Linked DNA regions of Mus musculus: regions 1, 2, 3 and 5 are each linked to region 4. Evidence: chromatin contacts called from public Hi-C, HiChIP or PLAC-seq and promoter capture Hi-C data. All regions are on one chromosome and are shown on one strand. Each heading gives the region's core, a stretch centred on a gene start, on an enhancer-like site or on the middle of the called end of the contact. The rest is flanking DNA. Distances are from core to core; before and after follow the strand shown. Region 1 holds the start of Fryl (FRY like transcription coactivator). Region 2 holds the start of Gabra2 (gamma-aminobutyric acid (GABA) A receptor, subunit alpha 2). Region 3 holds the start of Sgcb (sarcoglycan, beta (dystrophin-associated glycoprotein)). Region 4 holds the start of Commd8 (COMM domain containing 8). Region 5 holds the start of Dcun1d4 (DCN1, defective in cullin neddylation 1, domain containing 4 (S. cerevisiae)).

What was found. Promoter capture Hi-C pulls out the DNA fragments that hold promoters and counts their contacts. A called contact is a pair of places that touch in the nucleus more often than the background predicts. HiChIP or PLAC-seq counts read pairs in DNA pulled down with a chosen protein or histone mark. Capture Hi-C pulls out chosen DNA fragments and counts their contacts.
Region 1: a Hi-C map of muscle stem cells shows a contact between it and region 4, with 5 times the contacts expected there. The contact joins the promoter of Fryl here to the promoter of Commd8 in region 4. A contact is called at or near these places in 1 of 39 promoter capture datasets (pre-B cells), 1 of 484 Hi-C or Micro-C datasets (muscle stem cells) and 1 of 9 other capture datasets (liver).
Region 2: an H3K4me3 HiChIP or PLAC-seq map of forebrain shows a contact between it and region 4, with 8 times the contacts expected there. The contact joins the promoter of Gabra2 here to the promoter of Commd8 in region 4. A contact is called at or near these places in 2 of 39 promoter capture datasets (hippocampal neurons and stem cell-derived epiblast-like cells) and 3 of 115 datasets of contacts at active chromatin or transcription factors (astrocytes, embryonic forebrain and forebrain).
Region 3: a promoter capture Hi-C map of adipose tissue shows a contact between it and region 4, with 4 times the contacts expected there. The contact joins the promoter of Sgcb here to the promoter of Commd8 in region 4. A contact is called at or near these places in 1 of 39 promoter capture datasets (pre-B cells) and 2 of 9 other capture datasets (adipose tissue and liver).
Region 5: a contact with region 4 is called in a promoter capture Hi-C map of pre-B cells, with 6 times the contacts expected there. The contact joins the promoter of Dcun1d4 here to the promoter of Commd8 in region 4. A contact is called at or near these places in 1 of 39 promoter capture datasets (pre-B cells) and 1 of 484 Hi-C or Micro-C datasets (B cells).

Annotation. Positions count from the first base shown.
Region 1 is chr5:73,255,251-73,257,950 of GRCm38.p6, reverse strand. It overlaps Fryl (FRY like transcription coactivator), which reads left to right and starts at 1,333. Exons shown (of 63, transcript NM_028194.2): 1 at 1,333-1,551.
Region 2 is chr5:71,094,548-71,097,247 of GRCm38.p6, reverse strand. It overlaps Gabra2 (gamma-aminobutyric acid (GABA) A receptor, subunit alpha 2), which reads left to right and starts at 1,399. Exons shown (of 10, transcript NM_008066.4): 1 at 1,399-1,673; 2 at 2,630-2,700. The coding sequence starts at 2,646.
Region 3 is chr5:73,646,358-73,649,057 of GRCm38.p6, reverse strand. It overlaps Sgcb (sarcoglycan, beta (dystrophin-associated glycoprotein)), which reads left to right and starts at 1,321. Exons shown (of 6, transcript NM_011890.5): 1 at 1,321-1,383. The coding sequence starts at 1,345.
Region 4 is chr5:72,166,896-72,169,595 of GRCm38.p6, reverse strand. It overlaps Commd8 (COMM domain containing 8), which reads left to right and starts at 1,407. Exons shown (of 5, transcript NM_178599.5): 1 at 1,407-1,517. The coding sequence starts at 1,452.
Region 5 is chr5:73,489,603-73,492,302 of GRCm38.p6, reverse strand. It overlaps Dcun1d4 (DCN1, defective in cullin neddylation 1, domain containing 4 (S. cerevisiae)), which reads right to left and starts at 1,277. Exons shown (of 11, transcript NM_178896.5): 1 at 1,112-1,277. The coding sequence starts at 1,136.

The DNA.
Region 1 (2,700 bases), core at 84-2,583, 1.1 Mb before region 4:
AAAAAAGCCTTATCTCTCAACTGTCTATGCTTATTTCCCTCTCTCTAAGCTGGTCTGGTCTAGGGCGGCATTGGGCACAGCCACTTTCTTGGCACTACTGGAGGTGACTGCTGCACCTGTAGGGATCCTCTGACGTCGTCAAAGGATCGTCAAAAGTATCAAAGACCATAGAAAATAGAGAGAACACTTAACCTGTTCCTTACTATTTCTTGGCGGGTCCGAAAGCCATAACCACACTCAGGTTTTTTGGAAATAACCTTCGTTTCCTATATCTGGGGTAGGAACCTGGTGCTAAGTTAATGCAGATCCCGAGGTTGTCGCAGGATTCCTCTCCTTTAATGAGCAGGGTTCTGCCACTCAGGTTTCTCCTGGCGAGACTTCTCCCTCTTCCTTTGGGTAGATGTGCTTTCCCCGGAAAGGTGCCACTGTCCTTCAAAGACTAGCCCTCTGGTGTCCACATTTGTAACAAGAGGAACTTTGAGAATATCAGCAAAGAGGAATATATGTTTAATCTTTCCAAACAATTTTTAAAAATAATAAAAAATAGCATAGTCCCGCGCAAATGCCAGTATGACACACAGGACGTGACCTAAACGGAACTTCTAATGGGAAGAACTTAACGCTTTTCTGAACGTCCTATTGCAAGATAAACAAGGAAACCCCTGGGTTTGAAGACACCTTCGTTAATTCTTCCGGGTGCGTAAAGCCAGGAAGTCAAGGATGTGAGCAGAGTAGACAGGGAGTGTGAACTTGATTAATTCTCAGGAGCCAGTATTAGGATTTCAGGTGTTCTCACTCCATTCACGAAATAGGATTGGGCTCTCAGGATCCCGCAGCTGCTGTGGTGTGCTTTTTATCTGAAGATTTTTGCATCCTTTCCACCTCTCTTTCCCGCCTTCCTCAGTATAGGTTGTTTGTGCTCGACCTCTACCAACATTTAAAGGTACAGAGGCTTTGAGGGTGCCAAAATAGGGAAGACTTTACGACTGTCTTTCAGCCGTCCAGGGAGAGTGATAAAAGGTAAGGGGCGTGCAGACTTGCCTTTTCTTACCCAATCAGGTGCACAGGAAGATGTCTTTCTACCAATAAAAATAAAGTTAGCTTTCCGGAGGCGGGAGGGTGAGCCGTGACTGCCAGTTCTCCAAAGCAACGTTGGAGGCGAGGACCGAGAGTGATTAGAGGTAGGTCCAACCCGGGGGAGGGGGCGGGGCGAAGGTGGGGAAACTCTGAGCGGCGGGGAGGCCGGCCAGTGGAGGGCGAGGACCGCTGTTCCTGGTGTAGTATCCTTCGCCAATCAGGAAGGCGAGTGGGTGGGCGGGGCAGAGAAGGGGTGGGCAGAGCTCGCAGCACTGCCGGGCGCCCGTCGGGCTCTGGGAGAGACAGAAATCCGGTTAAAATCAGAGTCGGAGGGAGGTTTAACCACGAATCGGTCCCGATCGGATTATTCCTTAAAGGGGACGCGCCATTGTCAAAGAGAACGGAGCCTGGGGCCCGAGGGCGGGGACCGGCGGCGCTGGAGGAACGAGGCAGCTGCACGGGACTGGGGACCTGGTAGGTGCTGTTTGGGGAAAGGCGCTTCATTTCACTTTCTCTTCCAGCGCGGGGGCAGGATCCGGGATGCCCGCCGACCGTCGGCCGTAGGATCCGGGATGCCCGCCGACCGTCGGCCGTGGGATCCCGGGTCCCCGGCCCTGGCCCGGCTGCCCTTCTTGCTGCGAGCCGCGAGGGAGGCGGACCGGGATGGGCGGCTGCGGCGCCGACTGGGGAGGCTCCTAACGGACGCGGGCGCGGTACTGAGCCGGGGTCAACCGAAAGCCCGTCGGAGCTGCGGCAGACCCGTGGGGGAGCACCGCGCGCCCCGCTCTGCTGCGCGCCTCCTTCCCGGCCCGTGCCCGGCTCTCCCCGCGCTCCCGGCTGCCCTGGTCGCGCGCCGTCGTCTCCACGCTCGCTCCGCTCTTCCCGCGCGCCCGGCTGCCCTGAGCGCGCTCCCTGCGCCGCTCGGCGCGCCGGCTTGGTTCGCACGCCGCGGGTTCACCGCGACCCGGGAACCGCCCGGCGAGGAAGCGGGCGGCGGGGCGGTGGCGGCAGGCGCTACTGCTGGGTTGATCATCCGACCCGGCTGAAGGTGCCGGCAGGCGGCCTCGGGAGGAGAGGCGGCGGGCTCGCGCTGCGCGCCGAGGTTGCCGGCCCGGCCGGGCATTGTCCGCGATCCTCCGCCGCGTCTCTCCGCCCACTGCTTGCGGTGCTGGGAGGGGTGCGGACCTGGGCGCAGAGCCCACTCCGCCTGAAGCGACGGCGCACCCCCGGACCCGCGCCTTTCCGGAGCCGGGGTCGGCCCGGCGGACGCCAAAGTCACCGCCCGCCGCCGGGCCTGTGCAGCCCGGGCCACCGGCTTCGCAGACACCGGCGCTGGCTCCTCGCGGTCCGGAGCTCAGCCGTGCAACTTTTCTTTGCCTTCTAATGGGAGTTGTTGCTTCCGGGCGGCAGGTTCTCCCGGCCCGGCCGAGCCTCGTTTCTTGCGTCTGCAGAGGCCGATATCTAAGGCGATCTGGGGCCTGAATGCTTTACTACTAGTCCAGCTTTGTTCCTCATTACCTACAATCGCTTTGCTTGTAGACTTTCGAGGATATAAGTCCCAGGTTGCTGTGTTAATAAAAGAATAAATAAACGGGTGGGGGAATGGCTGAGGGGCTAGAGCTT
Region 2 (2,700 bases), core at 150-2,649, 1.1 Mb after region 4:
CCGTTAGGAAAACTGCATCATCTAGTAAAAAAAAAATCTTGTGTGTGTGTGTGTGTGTGTGTGTGTGTGTGTGTGTGTGTGTGTGTGCTCAACTACCAAATGGTACATATTGACTCTGAATGTAAAATAACAGAGTCGTACAAGCTTAGGACACTCTCCCTTTTCTCCTTTTATAGTGTCTCACATTTATGAAAACTTCTGAGAAAAAAAGATAAAGAGCGGCTCTGGTTTGCCTGAGTAGAATGTTCCTAAGATTCAGTTTCCTGCACAGTACAAAAAGGAATGCATCTTTCTTTTCTTTTTCATTGGTTTCCTTTTTCTTTTTCTGTTCATGTTGCACGGTTCGATTTTATCGCCCCAGATAAAGCGGAAGGAAACATCAGACAGATCAAACACAGAATTCTCAAAGTGTATGATAGGTTTGGAATTACAAGTCCCTGCCAAGAAAAAGCCCTAAAGGGGGGAAAACCTCAAACTGCTCCATCTCGTTCCTGTCTGCAATGGAAAGAAGGCAGCAGGTTCCTTAGCTCAGGGCTAACATAAACTTTTTATAGCTCTTAGACTGAATCTTGAGCACCAGGTAAGGAGAATGCCTGGACAAAGAGATTAGGGTAAAGCATTGCTGAAAGAAAGCAGGGGGTTTTCCTGAAGGGTAAGGTCAGCATAGGGCCCTCACTGATCCGCTTTGGGCAAGTCTCCAGACCTCCTAGCTTGAGGGGAAACTGGTCCTAATTATGGGAGCGCTGAGCAAAGAGAGGTACATCCAGAGGGCTAAGGAAATCAAAGAAACTTCCTGCTGTGTAATTCCACGTAACGTGCGTTTAACATGGTCCTGCGTGGATGCGCTGATGACTAAGTAAAGGCGTGATTAGCCCCTTCGCCCTCCAGTGGGAGCCATACATCGTTACCTCTTCCAGGCAACCACGTCGCTCCACTAGGGATGATGTCGGGGGACGAGCGGCAGGGAGCCGCCCGTGGGACCTAGGGCCTCACAAACACACACCATTCACAGTTCAGCACCCACACTCACCAGCAGCCGCCCCCTAACCCTTACACCAGGAAGCTCACTGCCTCCAGCTCCAGGCAGGGTGTGGGCTCCACTCCTCCAGCGCGGTGTGGGCGCGGGCAGCGGCGCTCCCAGGCGCACTGTGGTGCCCCGCGCTACCCCGGCTGTGCTGCCCCAGGTGCCCAGAGGGCGGCGGTGGCTTGGCCAGGATTGGGGTGGGGGATAAGGGGTCCCCTATTCCCTGGAACCTTCTTAATCCTCTTCCTTGGGCTAGCTCCTCCTCCTCCAGGCGCGGGGCTCGTGCCCGCTGCTGCCTGCCTGCGCGCATCGCGCCTCCGCGCCCCCACCCCGGCTCCTGCGATCGCTACTCCCTCCTCCTCTTCCTCCTCCTCCTCCTCCGCCCATCACCGCCACTACGGACGCCTTCGCCGCCTACTCCTCGCGCGGCCACGACTCCTCAAGCTCTCTGCTACAGCTTCCACCGGCCCATCCATTCGTTTGCTGCCTGGTCTTTAGGCTGCTGCAGTCTCTCTCTCTCTCTCTCTCTCTCTCTCTCTCTCTCTCTCTCTCTCTCTCTCTCTCTCTCTCTCTCTCTCTCTCAAGTTTCTGTGGAAACAGATTCAAAGCCACTGGAGGAAAACATCTACTACTTCTACTAGCTGTTCAGGTAGGGTCGCAGACGTTGGTGGCAGCGGGGGTAACCTTTGCTCATTCCCCTCTGCTTCGCCAGCATGCCACCCCCACCCCACCAACCCACTCCACTCTTCATGCTCCTTCGACACGGAGGCTCAGGTTCTCCTAGTCTCTCCATCCTCCAAGATCGAATTCCAATGTCCCTCCCCAGAAACGTATATTCGCAACTACAATAAAAATCCAAGAGCCAGTCCGGCGGCTGCACGCTGGCCCGGCTCTTTTACAGTCTCCAACTTTGCACACACTGGCAGCGCTGCCTGCCTGCTCAGCGGCGTCTGATCCGGAGCCTCACGCTCCTTTGGTAGTCTTGGCTCAGAGCAGCTGTCAAATGCATAGTTCGCAGCACTTGATTTCCACCCTGCTGCCTCTTGAACATGGACGTGGGCAAATGTGAAAGGGCAGGGCGAATGATTTGGATTTGATTTTCTATTTTTTTTTTTTTTTGAGGGTGTGATGGTGGTTGTTGTTGAGTAAAGTGAAGACGTGAGTACCACAATTAACTGTAAGGAAAAGATAGAAATGAAAAAGTAGCCTGCTTGCTGCCAGCTTTTTCCTGCTGTCGTTGCGGAGGTGATCTTCCTTGAGAGGGTGAGGCGTGGAGTATCCATCTCCCCACCTCTTTCGCACACACTCCTCCAACCTATTTCTTCATCAGCTACTGTGTCAGTTTAGAGTCCCGGGTTGTCATTTTATGCGTGCATAACGATTTTTTTTTTTTCAGAGGATGGGACTGGGGAAGTTATAGGCAGAGGAAAATGTATTAGTGGTGTAATCTTTCCATTAAAAAAATCCTTTCCCATTGCCTGTCATCCAGTCCTATACCTAGTAGACAGGAGTAACATCCCCTCCTAATTGAAATGAAATTCTTTTGGGTTATTGGCTTGGTAGGATGAGAACAAATTTAATTTAATTTTGTTTTTTCTTCCATAGCTTTGGCAACAAGAAGATGAAGACAAAATTGAGCACATGCAATGTATGGTCTCTGCTGCTTGTTCTTCTGG
Region 3 (2,700 bases), core at 72-2,571, 1.5 Mb before region 4:
AAAATCCATTATTAAAGTACCTATGTGGAGACATGTTAAAAAAAAAAAAAAAGCAAGGTGGGGCTTCTTATCTGCTTAGAATCTGGAGTGCCAGGCAGCTCTGGAAGACATTTAATAAGTTCCATTATTGTGAGTGATTGAGACTGACACAAGGTTAGAAACAGAGTAGCGCTAATCAGAGTATGGGGGCTCTGAAGAGAATGTGACATTTGGTGGGTTCTTGGGGGACACAAAGGAGTATAGCTGTCAGAGAAAAAGGAAACGACTTGAGCATAGTGAATAGTGAGGCACAGGAACCCAGGAGCAGTCAAAAGCCTTATTGTCAAAGTTGATAAATGGGACCAGAGCCAAGCTATTACCCAGACACCGCCGACTTTCAAACCTGTGGGTTGTGATTTACATAGTCTTCCTGACTAAAACGCAGGTTCGTCCCAGTGATAGAGCCAGGCAGTTTTAGCAGTTGGGGAAGAAGACAGGACCAGGCAAATGACCACATAGATACAGCTTATATCCGAAATCAGGCATGAGAGAGGGGGAAGGTTGGGAGACATTTGCTGTGTGTCAGAGTATTTAACTCCACAGCCAGCCAGCCATCAGAAGTAGGCGAAGCAGGGAAGCTGAGTTAGAAAAGCAAAATGACCCAGTACCTGGAGAGAAAAAGCTGAATCAGACATCTCCCTTGGGTGGCCTAGGGTAGTTTGTAGAAACTACTCATCATCTGAGGAGTTCTTGAACTTAGGATGCTACTCATTCTATTGTTTTCAACTTAATCAGTGCAGAGAGCAACCAATGTGCACCTGACTGTCTCCTGGTGCTCACTGTGAGTCAAGTTAGGTTCCTAAGGACCTAATATAGTCTCCAATATTAAATGGACAATCTGCCTCTAATGCCTCAAAGAAAGTGCCAGACTTGACTTCACAGGCTTCCAGAGGAGTTGAGGGGGAAGAGACTAGTTTGATTTAAGCTACCTAAAGTTTCCACTTGATCTGCACCCAAGTCTCACCCACCAGTACACTCAAATACTCCCTTGCAGTTTGTCACAGCTCAGGACAGGACAGTATCCCAAGACGGGGAGTTGATATAAAGGTAAAGGCATGTTTTGGATTTTGAGGGCGTCCTTTCCGAAGAACTTGAGGATGCCCCAGAGATCCTTGCCACACCCATGCAACCCGCGGGCGACTTACGGTCGTGAGGGACCGCCCTGCAAGGATGTGAACCTACACAGAATCTTGCCCACTCTGGATTTCTTTCGGGGGAGTGGCGAGGGCGTGACAGGGCGTGGCCATCGAGGGTGTGAGCCCCACCCCAGTGCCAGAGCGCAAGCGCGGGCTGCGGCGGGCCAAGATGGCGGCAGCGGCGGCGGCGGCGGCAGCGACCGAGCAGGTCTGTGAGCCTGCTGCGGCCGGCCGAGGGATTGGGAAGCCGGGTGGCCCGGGCGACCCCACAGAGGGCGGGGACGACGGAGGGCGCGAGGGCTGGGCTGGCGGAGCGAGGCGGCAGGGCGGGGCCGCAGGGCGGGAGCTGTCCGCAGCCAAGATGCTGGCGAAGGCCGGGCTGGATCCTGGGCAGCGGCTCCCGGCCGGCCAGAGAGCGGAGCTGTCCCTCTGCGGGAGTGACACGGGTCATGGCCTGCGGAGCCTGCGCCTGGACGTGCCTCTCCGCAGCCAGAAACCATGCGGATAAAAATAACGTCAGTCGGGGCCGGGAGGCTGACCGATGCCAGCCAAGTGGTGGTCAGCTGTTGCCTGGCGTGGATCGTGGCCAGGTCTTGCTTCTGCCATTCCCCGCCCACTGTGGTTTCTCGGAGATTCAGATACTAATATAAAACTGACCCGTGTCTAGTGGGTTTAAGATTACTTTTTAAGAAATGCGTTATCAAGTGTTTCCTGGTCTTCGTTGTGAGCCTAGAATAGTTTAAAGGCTTCCCTTCAGATATCAAGCTGTAACTTAAGCACGCACATAAGTGTGTGTGCGGGTGAAGTGTGTGAACACATGCTCGTGCAAGTAGTTGCTAAAGTGACTTATTATAATAAAAAGCTATTTTTGTAGTCACTTCTTTATTGTTGTTTCCCTTTGCAAATAACCAGTAAGCTGGTTTCTCTTTAAAAGTTTCATTTCTTCGAAATCACTGCGGGGAGAAAGTGAATGAGTGAAATTGATATGCAACGGGGGAATAGTTTCTTAAGTGGCTAACATTTTAGCGACAGACCTATTAAATATTCGAGGACTCATTCTAGGGGGTATGAAAAACAGACCTGAAATCTGCTAAACAAGCACGGAAATCCTCTATGACAATAGGCAAGTGGACTTGTTGGGAATGAAGCCATTCCTTGGTTTTCCTAGTTTACCCCTTACAGCCTCTGGGTTAGAGGGGTCTCAGTTCTTCTGTGCATGCATCTTGATGCTCTGAGCTTCTATTCTACCGGAAAGTTACAGTGGTCTGCCCACTTGGCTACCCTAACCAGAGCCGGCCTGCCTGAAGAGAGCTAAGGAGAAACAAGCATTGGGCTTAATGACCAGCTTCCCTCAACTTTATAATTCGAACATGAAAGGTTGCTTTTTGTGTTTGGGATCCCACTAACTTTGTAATCTATTCTGTTTGGGAGTCAGGGTAGGCCCCCCGCTGTGTCAGTCACTGGGTCCTGGCACTTCTGCCCCTTAAAAAAGCTTCTCCCCCAGCTTCATCAACAAAGGAAGATG
Region 4 (2,700 bases), core at 158-2,657:
GATGCCTTAAATTACATACAAAGACAAGCGATTACTAATGAAAAGACATTAAATATTAAGGGCTCTTTCCTCTCACTTTATGTAATATTTTAAATTCAGCATCTGCCAGAAGTTCAATTTTAATATAGTCATGTTTCAAAGGTCAACCTTTTCTTGGTGTCCAGTGTTGTCTAAATCCCGTTTTTTGATATCCTTTATATCCTGATGGATGTCATTTTGCACTATTAACTTACACATTGCATGGTCACAGAAGCATGCATTCCTGTAAGCCTTCCTTTACCCAGGCAGAACAGCAGAACTCTCATTCTTTCTTCAAACTCTGCAGCTATCGCTCATGTATGTGACTGTGGACAAGGCATATCTATCTATCTGTCTGTCTGTCTATCTATCTATCTATCTATCTATCTATCTATCTATCTATCTATTTTTCTATCTATGCCTCTCAGCACTTTCTAACACTCTTAATCCTAACATTACATATTGGGTTGTAATCACCCTAATTGTTATGGCACCTTCTCATGACAAGGCTCATTCTATCACGAACTTTCTTTTTTTTGGATTGAAATTACAACTCAAAGAATTTTGGGTTCACTCCTGTGGTAAATGTGTGGGTATAAACATGGGTTTTCTTTACCAGCAGGTTGTTTTGTTTCTTAGCTTGGATAATGAGTCTTTGGGTTGCTTAATAATATATAGCTGAACTTTGCCTTTCTATGAGTTCTGTCTTGGATTGCGTTTGCTGTTTGTAAACGGGGGGGGGGGATCCAATCTTTTTTTTTTTTTAAAGATTTATTTATTTTATGTCTACGAATACACAGTAGCTGTCTTCAGACACACCAGAAGAGAGCATTCGATCTCATTACAGATGGCTGTGAGCCACCATGTGGTTGCTGGGAATTGGACTCAGGACTTCTGGAAGAGCAGTCAGTGCTCTTAACTGCTGAACCATCTCTCCAGCCCCCCACCCCACATCTCTTCTTAAAATAAAAAAAAATTAAAAAAAAAAAGTAACTTTAATTTGTCTTTGAGGTCAAACTCTTTGACTAGGAGACTGTCAGATCTCTGGGGGAAAGGCCCTGGGTTCAAATACAGGCTGTGACTATTACTAGATGATTTTCTGCAGTGAAGAAAGTTTATGAGATCTGTCTCTGAACACAGTCTCAACCGAGCAAAAGTCTGTAAATCTTCCTTCAGCAGCAAGCGGATGGGTAACAGACTTCCCCTCAGTCTCGACCGCCCCTCCCCCCCCCCCCCCCCCCCCAAAAAAAAAGAGGGAAAAAAAACTTGCTCTTTTTTCTACAGGAGAAAACCAATGGCTGAGGTTTTGCACATGCGCACAAGGACTTTGAGCCCGCCCGCCGGCCCCGCCCTCCAGAAAGTCACGTGGACGAATCGGAGCGTAAGCCTAAGGTTCAGGCCTGTCACGTGACAGGTATCTCTACTTCTCGGGGATGGAGCCGGAAGAGGGGACGCCGCTTTGGCGGCTACAGAAGCTGCCTCCGGAGCAGGGCGCCGGGGTGAGGGGTTTGTGAAGGGCACGGGAAGGCCGGGGTCCGGACTATTCTTCTTGGGCCCCTGGAGACACAATGGCGGCCTAAGGACTTTACGCGGTTTAGGAATGGCCCAGGCCTGGGTGCGTGTGGGGTCTTCTTGCTTCTAGAAAGCTCGGGTGGTAGAGCCCGAGATCTGCTGCGTCCGCAGTCTTTGAGTTCAGGTCTCCCGAACGCCCCTTTCTGTGTGAGGTCCGGCGGATGCAGTGAGGAGTCGAACCCGGTGGGACCTGTTCCCTGGAGGGCGGGAGGAACCAACTCCTAACCAGAAAAGGAGTAGCCACTCAAGTTTGGCCAAGAGGTGATCGCAGCCGCTGAAAACAGCTCACCCATAAAGCCAGGCTTGTGGAGACCAGAGACAGCCAACCAGGGTTTCTTGCAGCACACCCAGGGTCCAGACCTCTGTGAAAGTGATTTGATGGTGGCACTCTGCCCTGCTCAGGCTTTCAGAAGTCTCCACTGTGGCCCTTCTACCCAAAGTCGGCTTCAGTTGTAGATGAAAGAAATTTAACGCCACTCCCTCCGTTCTTTAGAAAATGTACTTTAAACATTTTCTTTGATTTTACAAATGAGGACAGTGAAATATGTCAGCCACAGGTTTCCAGCAAGCCAGGGCCAAAGCTCAAACCTATCTATGGACTGTGTCTCCTAACTTTCAGGGTGTCTTTCCTCCTATATAGAGATGGCCAAAACATTTGACTCCTGAATCTGAGAGCTGAGCCAGCTGTCTTCTTCCTGGGCCTCTGCCTTTTGCCACAGCTATGGGAAATCCCTGGTTTGGGTCTCCACTCCCTTTTCACAGCATTGGTTGTTGTGGTGTCACCATCCTTCTTTACCAGGCCACTCTATTTAAGAAACTCTGGGTTTCATCCTTGGACCTCCCCTTTTCAACCTCCTTTACCTGTTTATGGTCTCTGCCTCTATAGTCTCACACTTACTCCTGCTCACAATATCTTGGCAAAGTTTTGGAAAAATAATGTAATTACTTACAGGAAAGTTGAGTGCAGATTAAAGCCTTCACTCCTTTCTGTTGTATGCAAGGCCTTCTGTGATTTGGCCCCTACTCGCCTTTTCAAAGGTCCTCTGCCCTTTCACCCTTGTCTGCCTTTCCAAAGATGCAATTCCCACTCCTGCGCTGGGGTTTTATTTC
Region 5 (2,700 bases), core at 28-2,527, 1.3 Mb before region 4:
CGTCACACACTGCCAAACCTACGGACCGCCGGGGACCCCGACAACCTCTTACGCCAATTCCTCCACCCCGCTTCCAGGACCCCTGCGGGTCGAGTCAGCTCGCAGACAGCGGCCTCCCGGTCCTGTAACCCCAGCCCGCGCTGACCTCGCTCCCCGTTGCTCGCCGAACGCGGAGGCTACTGCCAGCCTCGGGACACCTCCCGGGTACCCGGCCCCGCCCCCTCTCCTCAGTGCACCCCGAGGCTCAATGGTGGTCCCCTCCTAGGCTGGAACCGGGCCTCTCCAGGGAGGAGGCGCCTCCCCCAATGGACAGTCCAACGCTCCCCACCCCGCCCCAAGAGCACCGTACCCGAAGATGACAGCCCTCCCAGTCCCCGCTTCTCCCCACCTACTCTTCCTCCTAACTCACTCCGCACACCCTCCCCGACCCCTGTCCCAGCCCCCAAACTGCACAGCAGTCCTATCCGCCATCCACTCCTCCGGGGACCGCCTGTCCCAACACCTGCCCCCCAAGCCCTCTCCCCACTCCCGACCGCCGTCCCGCACACCGGACTCCACAACTCTCCCATCCCACCGCGGCGTCTCCCACTCCATGGCCCCCGTTACATCACCCCCCATCCCCTCACCGGCCCGGCCGCTGCCCCAGCTCCCCACCCATTGTTCCCGCCCCCGCCCCCAGCCCTCCTTCCCATTGTCCCCGCCCCCTCTCCCCTCGCACTCCCCCGCCTTCCCCGGTAGACCGTACGGCTCGGGCCCCGCAAGCCTCACCCTGTACTCGGACCGCAGGCCCTCTCCCTGCCCGCTCGTACCACCCCCGACCCCAGCTGCCAGCGCCCGCCGCCGTCTCCACCTCCGTGCACCACCGACTCTCGGCCCCCGGCCTTCCAGAATGTCCCCCCTCCCCCAACCGCGGAAAGCCAGCCAGTCCCCACCCCCTCCCCGCCGCCCCTGCCCCCGCCCCAGCCGCCCGCAGCGTCACGGCCCTCGGACTCCAGGAGGGGTTCAACCCGCTCCCGGGCCAGGGACTCCAGCGCGATCGGAACCGGAGAAGTGGAGAAGGGAGCGCAGGAGCGGACGCGGTGTGCGGGCCCGCTGGCTCTGTGCTACTCACTGACAGCTGCAGCATCCGAGTGCATTTTCGGGCAGCTCACACCCGCCTGCCGCCCGGGCTCCCGCGCTCCACTCGCGGTCCCCCTACCGACTCCCCAAACCTTAGCTCGCAACAGAGGACCGCCGGCTTCTTCTCCGGCCCGCCCATCCCGCCCTTCTCATTGGCTAGACCCCAGCCGGGGGACCGCCCCTCTTCGGCTCTCATTTGACCGAAGAAGTGCTGGTTGCGCCGCCTGCAGCTGGCAAGGAGGCCCCGCCCCCTAGACTGCAACGTGATTGGCCCCGGCGTCTCGCCTCCGACCGCCCCTGGTGGAGGCCACTGTTCGGAGCCGCAGGTTGGACCCAACGGCTGTCAGTCATTCAGGGGTCCGAAAGCGCGTGGAGGGGCGAGACTGGGGAATTGGTCCACCTTGACCCTGAAGCCCCGCCCTGTGGCGGGCGGATCCTGGAGCGGGAGACCAACCGAGAGCCCAGCCGAGAACCTGGGTTAAGCATCCGAAACAAAGCAGCCTGAGGGACCTAGAGCCAAGCTCCAGCCCACAGGGACTGGTGTTCCCTGGGAGGCCATCGGCCAGATCCCGCTACTGCCCGCGCCCGGGTCCCGCCGGTTCTCCTCAATCGTTTCCCATTGCGGAAAATTAGAAGAAGAAAAATATCTCCGCTTTCCTCCCCTTTATGCCACAACCTTTCTGTCCTCAACTTTGGAAATGCGCCTCTTTTTCAGAGTCAATTATTCAGAGTCATGCGTTACTTGCGCCAAAGGTTTCGAATGCTTCAGGCATTGAACGTCAGACACCTCTGCGGTCCCCAGACAGCGAGAGAAAAACCTAGTGCCACATTAGGCTCTGGGGTCAGCCTGACACCAAGATAAGCCAGGTCCCCTGACTATAAAAGTCTAAGAAACATAAGTCGAACCTGGCCAAACCGCTGTTTAGCAGAGGGAAGCGTTAATGGGGTTGTGATTGTTAAGTGTCCTAAATACTGCTTTTGTTGTTTCTTGGAGTTTTTCAGTACTTGAAAACCAGTTCTCCACAATCACAGGTAATGCAATAACGCTGAGATGTGCGAGGGTGGGCGCCCCGCCCCCACCGCAAACACACACTCCATGTCCAAACCTCGCTTGCCCCAACCACAGCCTGGACAGCCTGTAGATTCCGCCACACGCACTGGATGATATGACCAAAGATAACAAAGGGGTCCTGCGTTAGGATTCTGAATTCTACAGCCCAGGCTCTTGAGTTGTAGAGTTCTGAAATCCGGACAAATGTTACAAGCGCAAAACAGCTTACAGTCCTTGTTATCTACATCACTGTGTTTGTTACTGTGATATGTTCCATCTCATCGCCCTCTATTTCTCTGTAATTAAATTGAATCCCAATAACGCAATCTTTCATATTTGTCATTCAAATGCATATGATTCACTTCATCAAATTGCAAAATATCAGAATTGCATCTGAAGACAAGAACTCTTCATAGAGCATTCTTTTGGGTCTCCTTAACAGGACAGAGTCTTAGCCAAGTCTCATAAACAAAGGAAGGTACTTGTAGGCTCCTGGGTTGGGAGCTTCTATATTTTTTTAAGTGCTTATT